3 separate regions of the Mus musculus genome follow, and regions 2 and 3 are each linked to region 1. The links are chromatin contacts, called in public Hi-C maps. All regions are on one chromosome and are shown on one strand. The core of a region is the stretch at or near the end of the contact, and the rest is flanking DNA. Distances in the headings are between cores, read along the strand shown.

What was found. Hi-C and Micro-C count contacts between places; a contact is called where the count stands out from the background.
Region 2: a Hi-C map of neural progenitor cells shows a contact between it and region 1, with 3 times the contacts expected there. The contact joins the enhancer-like site here to the promoter of Mdfic in region 1. A contact is called at or near these places in 4 of 39 promoter capture datasets (frontonasal cranial neural crest, hippocampal neurons, liver and 1 more), 2 of 484 Hi-C or Micro-C datasets (neural progenitor cells and uterus) and 2 of 115 datasets of contacts at active chromatin or transcription factors (bone marrow-derived dendritic cells and neural progenitor cells).
Region 3: a contact with region 1 is called in a Hi-C map of muscle stem cells, with 2.0 times the contacts expected there. The contact joins the enhancer-like site here to the promoter of Mdfic in region 1. A contact is called at or near these places in 3 of 39 promoter capture datasets (the 3T3-L1 cell line, liver and pre-B cells), 1 of 484 Hi-C or Micro-C datasets (muscle stem cells), 1 of 115 datasets of contacts at active chromatin or transcription factors (bone marrow-derived macrophages) and 1 of 9 other capture datasets (pancreatic islet).

Annotation. Positions count from the first base shown.
Region 1 is chr6:15,718,983-15,722,750 of GRCm38.p6, forward strand. Mdfic (MyoD family inhibitor domain containing) reads left to right here and starts at 1,679. Exons shown (of 5, transcript NM_175088.5): 1 at 1,679-1,981; 2 at 2,205-2,382. The coding sequence starts at 2,289.
Region 2 is chr6:16,212,077-16,215,844 of GRCm38.p6, forward strand. No RefSeq gene overlaps it. Among named protein-coding and RNA genes, the nearest start is that of Gm36406, 260 kb to the right of the region's middle. Within about 2 kb of position 1,830, at least 21 of the 459 cell types and tissues checked have an H3K27ac peak or open chromatin away from gene starts, as enhancers often do. A contact at or near this core is called in neural progenitor cells, where this site is marked.
Region 3 is chr6:15,439,579-15,443,346 of GRCm38.p6, forward strand. Foxp2 (forkhead box P2) reads left to right here. Exons shown (of 19, transcript NM_053242.4): 19 at 1-2,399. Among named protein-coding and RNA genes, the nearest start is that of Gm36352, 200 kb to the right of the region's middle. Within about 2 kb of position 1,868, at least 4 of the 459 cell types and tissues checked have an H3K27ac peak or open chromatin away from gene starts, as enhancers often do. A contact at or near this core is called in muscle stem cells, where this site is marked.

The DNA of each region.
Region 1 (3,768 bases), core at 429-2,928:
TGACTCTTGTAAGCAAAGGCTGTGCTTTGTAGAGCACAAGTTTCCTGTGTGTTCTTTAATGCTGACAAGCCTTCCCCACAACTGACCTGGTCCCAAGAGGTAGGTGTTGGTATTCTGTCTGGACTCCACCCCCACAGTTACCTGGCATTAGCCAGGTAGGCCTGACCCACTATAAAAGGGGCTGATTGTCTCCTCCTCCCTCTCTTGTGCTCTTGCCTCTCTTGCTCATTGCTCCCTTGCTCCCCCACCCCCATTCCTTTCCCCTCTCTCTCCATGTGGTCTCTACTTCTCTACTCTCTCCTTCTCTCTGCCTTTCTCTGCCTCTACTATTCTCTTAACTCCCCTCCCCCTGCCCTGAATAAACTCTATTCTATACTATACAGTCCTGTGACTGGTCCCTCAGGAAGAAGGGATGGCTTGACATGGGCCCCACCAAGACACCCCCTTCCCCACACCCCACCAGCTAGAACATATCTTTATAGCTCTTTCTCTTTTTATGATCACAACAGTAGGTTCTATGTAGTCCAGACTCTTGACACGTTCTTAAGAGACTTAAGGCACTTTTTACAATGTCATCTATGAATCTACAAATTTTATTTAAAAACGGGGCCATATCTATTAGCTATAGGTCACCGAGAAAAATGCCATTTTCTATGGAATCCAAATACCTGCCTTCAGAACCTTTGAAGATTGATTTCTCGGAGTAGTTGAAATCAAGTTCTTGTTTCTTTAGAGGTAAGAAATAGACCTTTTCCGTCAGTTGAAAAGAACTTGAATGGTCACTTTTTGAAGATAAACATTCCTGATGTATTATTAGTAATGATGGGGGTGAGTGAGAAGGAGAAACCATTAAGTTTCTTCAGTTTTGATATGCACCTCCACTGAACTCTGCATTTCACTCAAACAAAGAACAAAAATTAACCAGATGTATAAAAGTTCTTAACAGCCCGTTACACTTGCTCTTGGCCCTTTAGAGTCTGCCACAGTCAGAACATTTCATTTAAAAAGCCACCGACAATGAACCTTTTACGTCTGAGCACAGTTTAGCTTCCCGCAGACGTCACACGGTCAGAGAGGCACTCAGCCTGGGGTAGGACAGATGTGCTCAAGAATGTTCACCTTGCACTCCTGGGTGGCTCTGTGCAACTGGTTTAACCAGATCAGGAATCCTGTCTGACAGAAGTAAAGTAATAAAAAAGAAAAAGATGAAGAGATTAGACAAGTACTTGGGACCTGTGAACAAGGTTTTAAATACACATTTATGTCTTCATAGTACCAGGAAAGTCAGTGTGTGTGTTTGAACACACATGTACATTCATCACACACACACACACACACACACACACACACACACACACACACACACACCCTTCCCTGTTTTCAAAGGTCGCTTCCCTGGGGCATTCCTCAAGATTATTTAATAGTCTATCGAAGGGCAGGATTGAAAGTGGTTTGAGGGGGACTTTCCCAGAAAGGTTGAAGATGTTTGAGCTGCCAAGGTTAGCTCCCTCCCTGTTTTCCCTAACCTTGGTGGGCCTGGGCTAGGGAGCCTGCATCTGGCCTGTCCAGCTCTGGCCTCCTGACCCAGACAGCTCCCTCGCAAGGGAGCTCAGGGCCAAACCTAGGTCGCGCCGCCCCCAACCTCGGGGCTGTCTGCCAAGAGTTCGAGGCCACCCCAATCCGGATATGATGAAAGGGAGCCACAGAGAGAGAAGTGTTTGAAGAGTGTAGGAGTGGCAGCGCGAGGGTGAAAGAGACGCACAAGTGGATCCTAAAGTCCTTCCCGGAGGAGAGGGGCTGCCCGGAGGGAAGGGACGGAGTGCGCGGAGTCAGCGCGGGCGGCTGCCACTGTCGCTGCCACTCCCGGGGCCGGAGGGACGTGGTCAGGCTGCCAGGGCGTGATGGGGCCGCGGCCAGAGCCTCGCTGACTACCGGTGGCGGGAGGAAGGGACCCGGAACAGCCCACGGGGGGGATGCCAAGGTAGGTGGAGGTCCCTTAGGTCGCTCTGCCGCCGAGTCCCCGCGCGTCCCCTCCCAGCGCGCGCGTCCCGTTCGCAGCGTCCCCCCAGGCTGCTTTCAAATCCTAACTTCCCTGGGGTGGAGTTGGAGGAGGGACGCGGAGGGGGAGGGAATGGCCCAGGCATTGCGGCGTGCTGTGCTCTAAAAACAGTTGATCCTGCTGTCCCTTTTGCTTTTCCCGCCAGAGGCAGGCCGTTTCCTGCACCCAGCACCTAAGCAGCTGGGGTCCGTGCACCCCGCGGGGACGGCTCTGGCTCGGAGCGTGGCCCATGTCCTGCGCGGGTGAAGCCCTCGCTCCCGGGCCCGCGGAGCAGCAGTGCCCGGTCGAGGCGGGCGGCGGCCGGCTGGGCTCCCCGGCCCACGGTGAGTAACAAGTACTTGCGAGTTGCGAGTTTCTGGGACGTGCTTGCACACTTAGGGATGGGTGGTGGTGGTGGTGGGAGTGGGGAACTGCGAGGATGGGCTTCAACTTCGGAATTGTGAACTTTTGCACACTTATGTTACTTAAACAAGTCTGCCAGAGGATCACTGCCCCAGATCAACAACCGGATAGGAGGGCGGGATCCCTGGCCCCTCTATTCCCTTTTCTTGCTAGAAACTGGTTGACTAGATGGCTTCTACCTTCTGCCTAAGCACTTCTTGGCCTGGGACTCAGGAGGGGTGTGAAGTCTCCAACCCTTGTCTAGTACTCTTAAGTTCTTATGTTCTTTTCTCATGCAGGGCAGTCTCTGCTCTCTGAGCTAGCGTGGGCTCTCCTCATCTTTCTGGTTCTTGTGGGGTACTCTGACCCCCAGGTTAAGCATCCAGGTTTCTGAGACCAGTTTCTTTTGGAATGGCTCGTGCATATGTTTTCAATAACGTTTGTTTTGGAATAAACACGTTCCAAGAATGAATTAACTCTTTTGAGTTCTTCCAAAGGGAAAACAAAATCGTTTGCTTCTGGGAAGCTTCCATAACCACATTTTAAAATTCTTTGAAGGTAATAGACTTCAGGTGCTCTTTGGTGGCAGAACCAGACTCTCACCATTTCTCTTCCCTTTTCCAGTAAGGACAATTCCAATGAGGACAGTTCTGACTGGCAGACACCAGATAACTTTCCAGCTCTCCAAAACTCTTGATTTTAAGCATGTCTAAAATCTTGTCTCCCAGTACCCAAATATATACTGCCTTAAGTTTCTTTCTTCTCTTTTTAATTCGGGGGGTGGGGGGTGGGGAGGGGGGGGAGGAAAGGAGTTGCTGTTCTAACCAGAGTAGATAGTAGCAGAAAACATCCAAGCGTAAATTGAAATGTTATGTTTATCATTTCGATTTAGAAGAGTGACTCATTTCTTTTCCTAAACAGAGAGAATCCAAGTGATTAGCTGTAGAGAAGAACCAGATTGATAAACACGTTTTCTCAGAAGCAGCCCGTCTTACACACACTGCATTGTCAACATTGTCATCTCCCTGCCATTAGCCATGCCCGCCCACCCTCCACAGTCATAGCCACTCGTCGATAGGCTCTTTATACTCCCACTTCAGTCATTAATCACTCCTGGTAAACAATGCTTACGCCAAAAATCAACTGCAAACACTCCAGGTAAAACTATTGGGCCGGGTGTGGTTGTGCACGCCTTTAATCCCAGCACTTGGGAGGCAGAGGCAGGCGGATTTCTGAGTTCGAGGCCAGCCTGGTCTACAAAGTGAGTTCCAGGACAGCCAGGGCTATACAGAGAAACCCTGTCTCGAAAAACCAAAAAAAAAAAAAAA
Region 2 (3,768 bases), core at 580-3,079, 490 kb after region 1:
GATAGCAGACAGCATGTTCCCGGAAGCTTACACCTAAGTATTGTTTTGGTTTGTTTGTTTGTTTGTTTTGTGTTTCTCCAACATATCTGTGAGCCCTTGCTAATCACTCAGTTAGCATCTGTGGCACATTGGTCAGACTCTGTAGCCTGTACTTGCAGATCTCTGACTAAAATCAAGTCAGCCTGGTCCAAAAATGCCTCTGAAAATTCTCTGTGGCTTAGGAGGGGAAGAGAAAGCAGATGATTGGGGTGATTTACATAAATTCAATATGTTAATGAGTCATTCTTATCTAGTTAGTATAAAAGACTAAGAAAATCCACCTGACAAAATAGCCTAGCAACAATTTTTGCTTTTTTTTTATGAAATAAAATAATTCTAACCCAATAGCAGATAACTTTAGGAAGAAAATATGCTCAATTGCACTAAAATTACAATAGCATGGTATTCCATTAAATTCTGTCTTTCCATTTGACCTTTAAACACAGATATTTTGTATAATAATAATGCTCATATCTTATTTTCTATGATTGCCAGTCAGGGTTTCAGAAGAAAATAGACAACACACCAAAATTAGGAAAGTTAAAAATTATCATTCACTAGGAGATCTAAGTGCAGGAGATCTGCTATACTGTATGGTGACTAAAACTAAGGATAATATTAGTCTTGAAAAGTGCTAAGACAATAGATGTAAAGTATTTTATCACAGAACTGTTGCTATGTGAGATAATGCATGTTTAATTAGCTGTTCAACGGTGTTTAGCTACTTCAAAACATCATGTTGTGCTTGAAAAATGTAGAAAAAAATGTAGACTTTATTGTTTACTCATTTTAATCATAAGCAAATTTGGAAAGGACAACACCTTAGAAAAGGATGATTTCTAAAAACATAGGTAGTAACTAAGGAAACCCAGAAGGTAGTATAGATGCCTAGAAAAAGGTCCTAGTCCAGTCCTGGGGCTGAAGGAGCAAAGGCCAATCCAGACATGAAAAGTGCTCTATACAGAGTGTGAGTGGCAGAAATCCCCATTGTCAGCTGAAGAGCTGGTTCAGGCTTCCGTGATCTTGCAAAGAGAAAATGTAGAGGGGCACCCAAGCCCCGCTCCCCCTTTCATTGTGTGATGCCAGTGTTTCCCGTTGTTAGGAGCAAAGGAATGCACCCTTGTTAATGAAGGCTGTGCTGGCCGGGCACACAGCAGAGCGGATGTGCACCTGTTTGTACTATATTTCATCAACTTGGCATGTTTGTCCTTGCCTAATTACTCTCCTATTACAGAGAATGCTCCTGTTAAAAATAAATGAGCAGCAGTTTTATCAACATGTTGCTTTACTAGTCTTTTTTTTTAATCTGAATAATTCATAAGGTAGAGCCCAACAAGTATATGATTGCTCTGGGGAAAAGAATAGTTTCATCGGAGAAACATCTGTTTTCCCAATTTTGTTTCTATGCCATTTTTACAGTGCTTCAGGTGTGATTTATCAAAAACTATACAAAAGTGTATATGCCGACTTGCTTTTAGTTTTCTTAGAATATATTTGCCTCAAAAGCATCATTACAATAAGTAGTAGAGAGTACAGCTGTATCTTTTAGAGATGAAGAAACCAAAGCTAGGTAACGTTACTGACTTGGGTGATGTCATGTGAAGAGTTGAAACAGAATCAAAGGTAGCGTAGCTGATGTTGTTTAGGCTACAGGCTATGCTGCTGTAAAAGTTCCTCCCTGTGATGGATCCCTCCTCATTCAAAATTCACTTCACATCCCCCACACTGCAGACAGATGAAGCAGGAGCAGGGAGGAGCAAGAAACTTCTGTTTCCCAGCTGCAACCACAAGTTTCACATATGGAATCCACTCCTATCCAAATAGCTCATCTGAATCATACGCTCTCGTGAGGATGGCTAGGAGTGTTCTACCAGAACACTGCAGTTCTACAAGAATTATCAGTTCCATCAAAGGCAGTGCGATGGAATGAATGTTGAGGGCAATCAAGTCCCTTTCATGGCACCTCCCTCTGCTCACTCAACTAGCAATAAACATAAAACTCTATCACCTTCACTGAGGGGAAATGTGGTCGCTTGTGTTGTACGATGCATGTGCTAGAGGAAGCACAGGACTCTCCAGTACAGGCAGTGACTCTGTGAGCACCTACAGTTCTAGGACTTAAAAATAAAGCACATGATATACGATGATGAGTCGAAGTAATACAATTGCAACCTAAACTCGGGGGGCGGGAGGAAGAAGCCACTATATGCCCCTGATTATAAATCCCTAAGACATTAAGTAAACTTCCTGTGTGAGCCCACCTGTTGGCTATGGTCCTGGAAATAATTCCTCTATCCATTATTTTCAGAAGTCTCGCTTTTGGCCTTTTCCAAAATTTTCTCTGCGACCACACCAATGCCATGGCTGATGAATAGCCCTGACACAGCCTTATATTGCTTGAATAAAATCTATGAAGATAGGTTGTTTTAGAGGTTCAGCCACAGCATACAGGAGTAAGCCATGCTAGAGGCAAGTAATGCTTTCTTTCGGGAATTTGTTTGCTCTCCGTTCCATTGAATTCTATAGTCGGAAAGTGCACTGGGGAGAGATTGTGACTTAACCTCTTGCCACGATTTGGGCCTGATAATAGCCTTAATGCTGTCTCAGTTTCTCTGAAAGCAGCAAAATTTGATTTGGCTTGTGGATAAAGTTCAGAAATTGTTATATCTAGATGGGGAGAAAGGATTGTAGAGAGAAATGAGAAGTCTCTGCAGCCATCTCTTTACTGAATGCCTTAAGAACGACCCCCTGGGGGGTTTTACATTATTTTTCTGTTTTACATTTGTGTATTTATTGTGAGTGTGTGCAAGAGTAGCTTTGCACATGGAAGGTGGGGACAATTTGCAGGCATATGCTCTCTCTTTCCACTACATGGATTCTCTAGAGATCAGCAAACCTGGGCTGTTAGGTTAAAAGTAAGTACCTTCACCCACTGAGCTCAGGCGCAATCTTGATGTTTGAGAACTATAAAGAAGAGAAAACTGAGAGCCAAAGTTGAAAAGGGGAGCAGCCTTCTGGAGGGTAGGGGCAGCAGAGTGTGAGCAGATATTTACTTCTAAATTTTCCCTTCGGCCAAAATAGCTGTGAACCAAGTTGCTGAATTATAGATCTGGACGAAATTTCAGACACAGTCTTGCTTTTAATTTAGAGTGCATTGAAAGCACCCAGGGACATGTTTGCTCCATTTAGCCTTTTCTGTCTCTGAATGGGGAATCTCATGCTTCTTCCAAGCAATATTTGTTATCATTTAACTCTGACACGGGGTCATGTGATCCCCCAGTCTTGTCTCTACCCTCCCGACTCTCCACAGCATAGCAGGTTGGAAGTAAGAGCATCAGACAGAGCTGGACTGTCTCTCGTCAATGCCAAGAAACTCTCACTCCGACTTGACCCAAACTTCATAATCCTTGAGAAATATCCAGTCCTCCTACAGCTCGTGATCGTATTCGAATGGCTTGGATTCGAACATTTTATTCTTCTGGTAGAATAGTTAGAAATACAAAACACTTTCAAAATATGTCAAGTCTTGATGAGCAACAGTTAATAGGTCCTTCTGTTTTGTTTTTCCCTTGACTCAGAAATAACTCAGAGTAGAATGGATATTGTACCCTTAAATAAGAAAGTCTCAGTAGGAAGCTACTTAAGCAAATAAACTGTGTCAGCTGTGATTGAAGTCACACAAGCCTACGTTATGTTGCAGTTTGTAAAAGTGTCCTATAATAGTACTCA
Region 3 (3,768 bases), core at 618-3,117, 280 kb before region 1:
AAACCAAAGTTACATATAATTCTGCCTCTGCTTATACGGGATATGAACACTAACACACTCCCTTCAAAGACTTGTGCAGGCCAAATTGTTGGAATGCTGATTTTCTTGACAACTCTAAACCCCAAAACTATGATAAGACGTTATGGTGTAGTTGAAGATAGCATAGTCAGATGTTTGCTTAAAACCTAGAGACTTTATGTGTTGCTTTTCATGTGCTGTGCCAAGTCTTGATAATACTTTTTCCCCCAACCAAGGGACCTCATAACCTGATTATGGTTATTGCTTTACAAACAGTTTTGACAGAAGGTGGCTGCTAGAGCTTAACAAATGTCCCGGTTCCATGTGATGGAGCCGGTTCTTGCAAACTAAGCTCAATGTTTATCCTTTGCTGAAGTCAGCAAATAGAGTTAGAGAGATACCCAGTCATCTATCACACCAAATAAAAGGACATAACGGCTTTCAAAGGGTTTTCCCACTTACCCAAAAGGCTTTCTGAAAGCTTCTACCTCTGCAAAAAAGAAAAAAGAAAAAAAAAAAAAAAAAGAAAAAAAGGAAAAAAAAACACAAGAAAAAAAAAGAGAAAAAAGTTAGAACAATTACGGCAGATTGCATGAAACATGAGAACGTCACAGTACCTGCTACTTTTCATTATGTTTGTCTTTGGGTCATGATCAACGAACCGGAAGTTATTGATGTGGTATCAAAGGAGAGATTGGTATTCGGAAGGATGGTTCTCTGATGTCTAGGATACTGCTGTAGGGATAATCTGAAAGGGAAACAAGTCTTTCGGGTGCATGTTCAAAAAGCTCTGATGGACTGGAAGTAACTTGGAGAGTTGTTCCATCGGGAGGGTGGCCTAAGACTACAATGCTAAAGTATGCATACCTCAGTTTCAAAACTTTTGAAAGGAAGTCTCAGCCACAGAATGCATATACCTGTAGAGTTTTGCATGGGTTTTATATGAATACAATTTTAAAAAATAGCTGCTTGCACATTATACCAGAAAAACCTCCAAAACTGCAATTGCTTTGAAAATAGATTTTAGGTTTTTTGGAGTTTTCTGAAATGCTTGGTCTGTATTTTGATAATTGTGCATATTATGTAAAAATGTTGGTGGACCCATAAATGACCAGACTTTTTCTAAGAAAAATGTTGCTTTAATGCATTTCATGGATTTTTACTCTTCTATCATTGCTTGCTAGTAATAGCAAACCTGCTTTTCTGCATCTGCTTTGCGTAGCTATTGTAAGGCTTTGAACTAATGTATGTATTTATTGCTTGAACTTCTGTGCATACCTTATAAAGCATAATGTCTGACAATTTAAATGGCTCATGTATTCTTGCTTCTACCATAAGCTGATTATGGGGACTATGATCTTTTGTATACAGCAAATTTTAACTGTAGCACAAACATCTGTTTATGTATTGGTGGGATATACCTGTTTTATTTATCTTCTTTGAGGTAAACTAATTTTTGATACTTTTCATTACTGTGTACTATGTTCATACTTTGAATTCTCTGACGTTAGAAGTCATGGTTGAGAATTGTAACAGCTGTTATTTGTTCTGTATTCATGGCTTTCACTGCTGAATAAAATAAAGGACCAAACCTAGGATTTGAAAGAAAACTGCCTACCTCTAACACCAGGGAGTTACCAGATTCTAGTTTACATCATTTTAGTCTACAAAGACACAATTGCTTAAACCTAGTGGGCTTAAGACTTATATTCTATGTGTTGGATTCATGGCACCGTTGTATTGTTTGAAAATCAATTAAAATTTCATGTGACTGTTACAAGTATTTGGTAGAATTACCACTAACTGGCTTTTCTTCAGATGAGTCAGATAAAGAGAATCGTCATCAGCATTCTGTGTCTACAGCTGCTTGACTTCATAGGAATGCATTGCTGTGTGATTAGGGAATCGAAGAACAGCCAGCTAGGAATGGAGCTACAGAAGTTCACTTAAAACAAATGGTCCTGGACTTTAATGTCCCTGGGCAGATTCAGTTGCAACATCCAATAGACTATTTTGTAAAGTTTTGAAATTGGGCCTTTACATTTTTTTGAGAATTTGTAAGACCTCCTACTACTCGTGTTAATACTAACACACTCCTGGACAGCAACATCACTGGCGTATTAGTTATTGACAAAACCTTACTCTTGTTGCTTCATTCATTCACGTTGCAATGAAAGGGGCTTTCCCCCTCTCCGTCTAAGAACACTTGATTAATCTTACTTAACAGAAAAGAGGGGTGTACATTTTTCTTTAGAATTAATGTATGAACAGTGTCTCACTTCTGCTGGATGTAAAAAAAAATGTATATGAAACCATTTCATTCAGTTGGTTACATTTCTGAAGTACAAATAAAAAAAGATCTAAGTCTTTTTGACCCATTTATAACCACTAGGATTGTATTCTGTCTGAGAGATCATTCTTCCATACTAGAGACAAGTCATAAAGTTGTGTGCCCATGCCCTGCAGTTTGTTTCAATATAAACTCCTAGGAACTGAGGAATCCTAGAATAGATCATACCCAAAGGTAGCCAATAAAAGTTTTAGCTGTTTGACAGATACATCCATTAAGAATTATCCTCGGGTTCAAATGTGTTCTCTAGTAGTCTTTGTTGTTTACTTTCCTGTTTTATTCTAATAGACCTCAGGGTTGTTAATGTCAAATCTCAAAACATAAAGAGATGAGCATTTCTTTTTTTGTTTCATAAACCCTATGTACATGAGCATGCATGTGCATGCGCGCGCACACACACACATACACACACACACAGATTGATCACACTCATGACATATGATCACAATTTAGAAAATGCACAGAAATAATGAACACAAGTTTCCAATAGTTCTGTAAGATGCTGGGGATAAATACAAGACCTTTTTAGAGGAAAACCCCAGAAACATACGAACTCAGCAGAGAAAAGTTTGGAAAGTAAAATGGAACATAATGTGTTGAGTATATTTTTATTTTATGTATAATTTAATACTTTCTGTCATCCCAGTGAAAGGGTAACTTAACTGACAAGCTGTTCACAGGATAAGAATTGTTTCAAACTAAACTTGAATGTGAGATACATTTTCTTGAACCTTAAAACTCATTTTTTTTTCATATTGATTAGTTGGAAGTAAATGGATATTAACTTTCCCTGTCCAGTGTATTCTGTTAAATGACTAATGATGATATAATAAGAGTAAAGTGCTGGGGCTTTCTATATTTTAATACATAGAACATTACTGAGAGATTAAAACTAACAGTATAAAAAAGAAGCAAGGCTGATTTGGCAAATACTTTGTATTTAGCTCTATGTTCAAACTCATGTTATCTTACAGATACACACACACTATGCTGCAGAGATATATTTTGTGTGGTCAGATAGGATTAAAATGCTTGTAAAGTGTTGGTCACAAGTTCCTTTCAAAATTTTAAGTTAAGGATAATATAGAATATAACTAAACACACTCCAGTTACAGTGGTAAGTCACACAAATTCCAGGGACAGAAACGGTAAAGGTTAAGCAGCCATTATTGTCATCTATTCCCATGATTGCATATCTTGTAGGAAATTGGATTTAGACAAATCCTAATATTGGAAGGCTGGAGAAAAACATCTCAGCTGCATCTTCAAACTATTACTTAGTTTTTAAACTTGAAAGAAAACTCTATGAAGATTTACAAATTTACTTCAAAAGAATAGGTAATCAGAGAAAGTAAAAAGATGGCATCACTGGGAATCGGACACAGTCCTTGGTCTAGTCA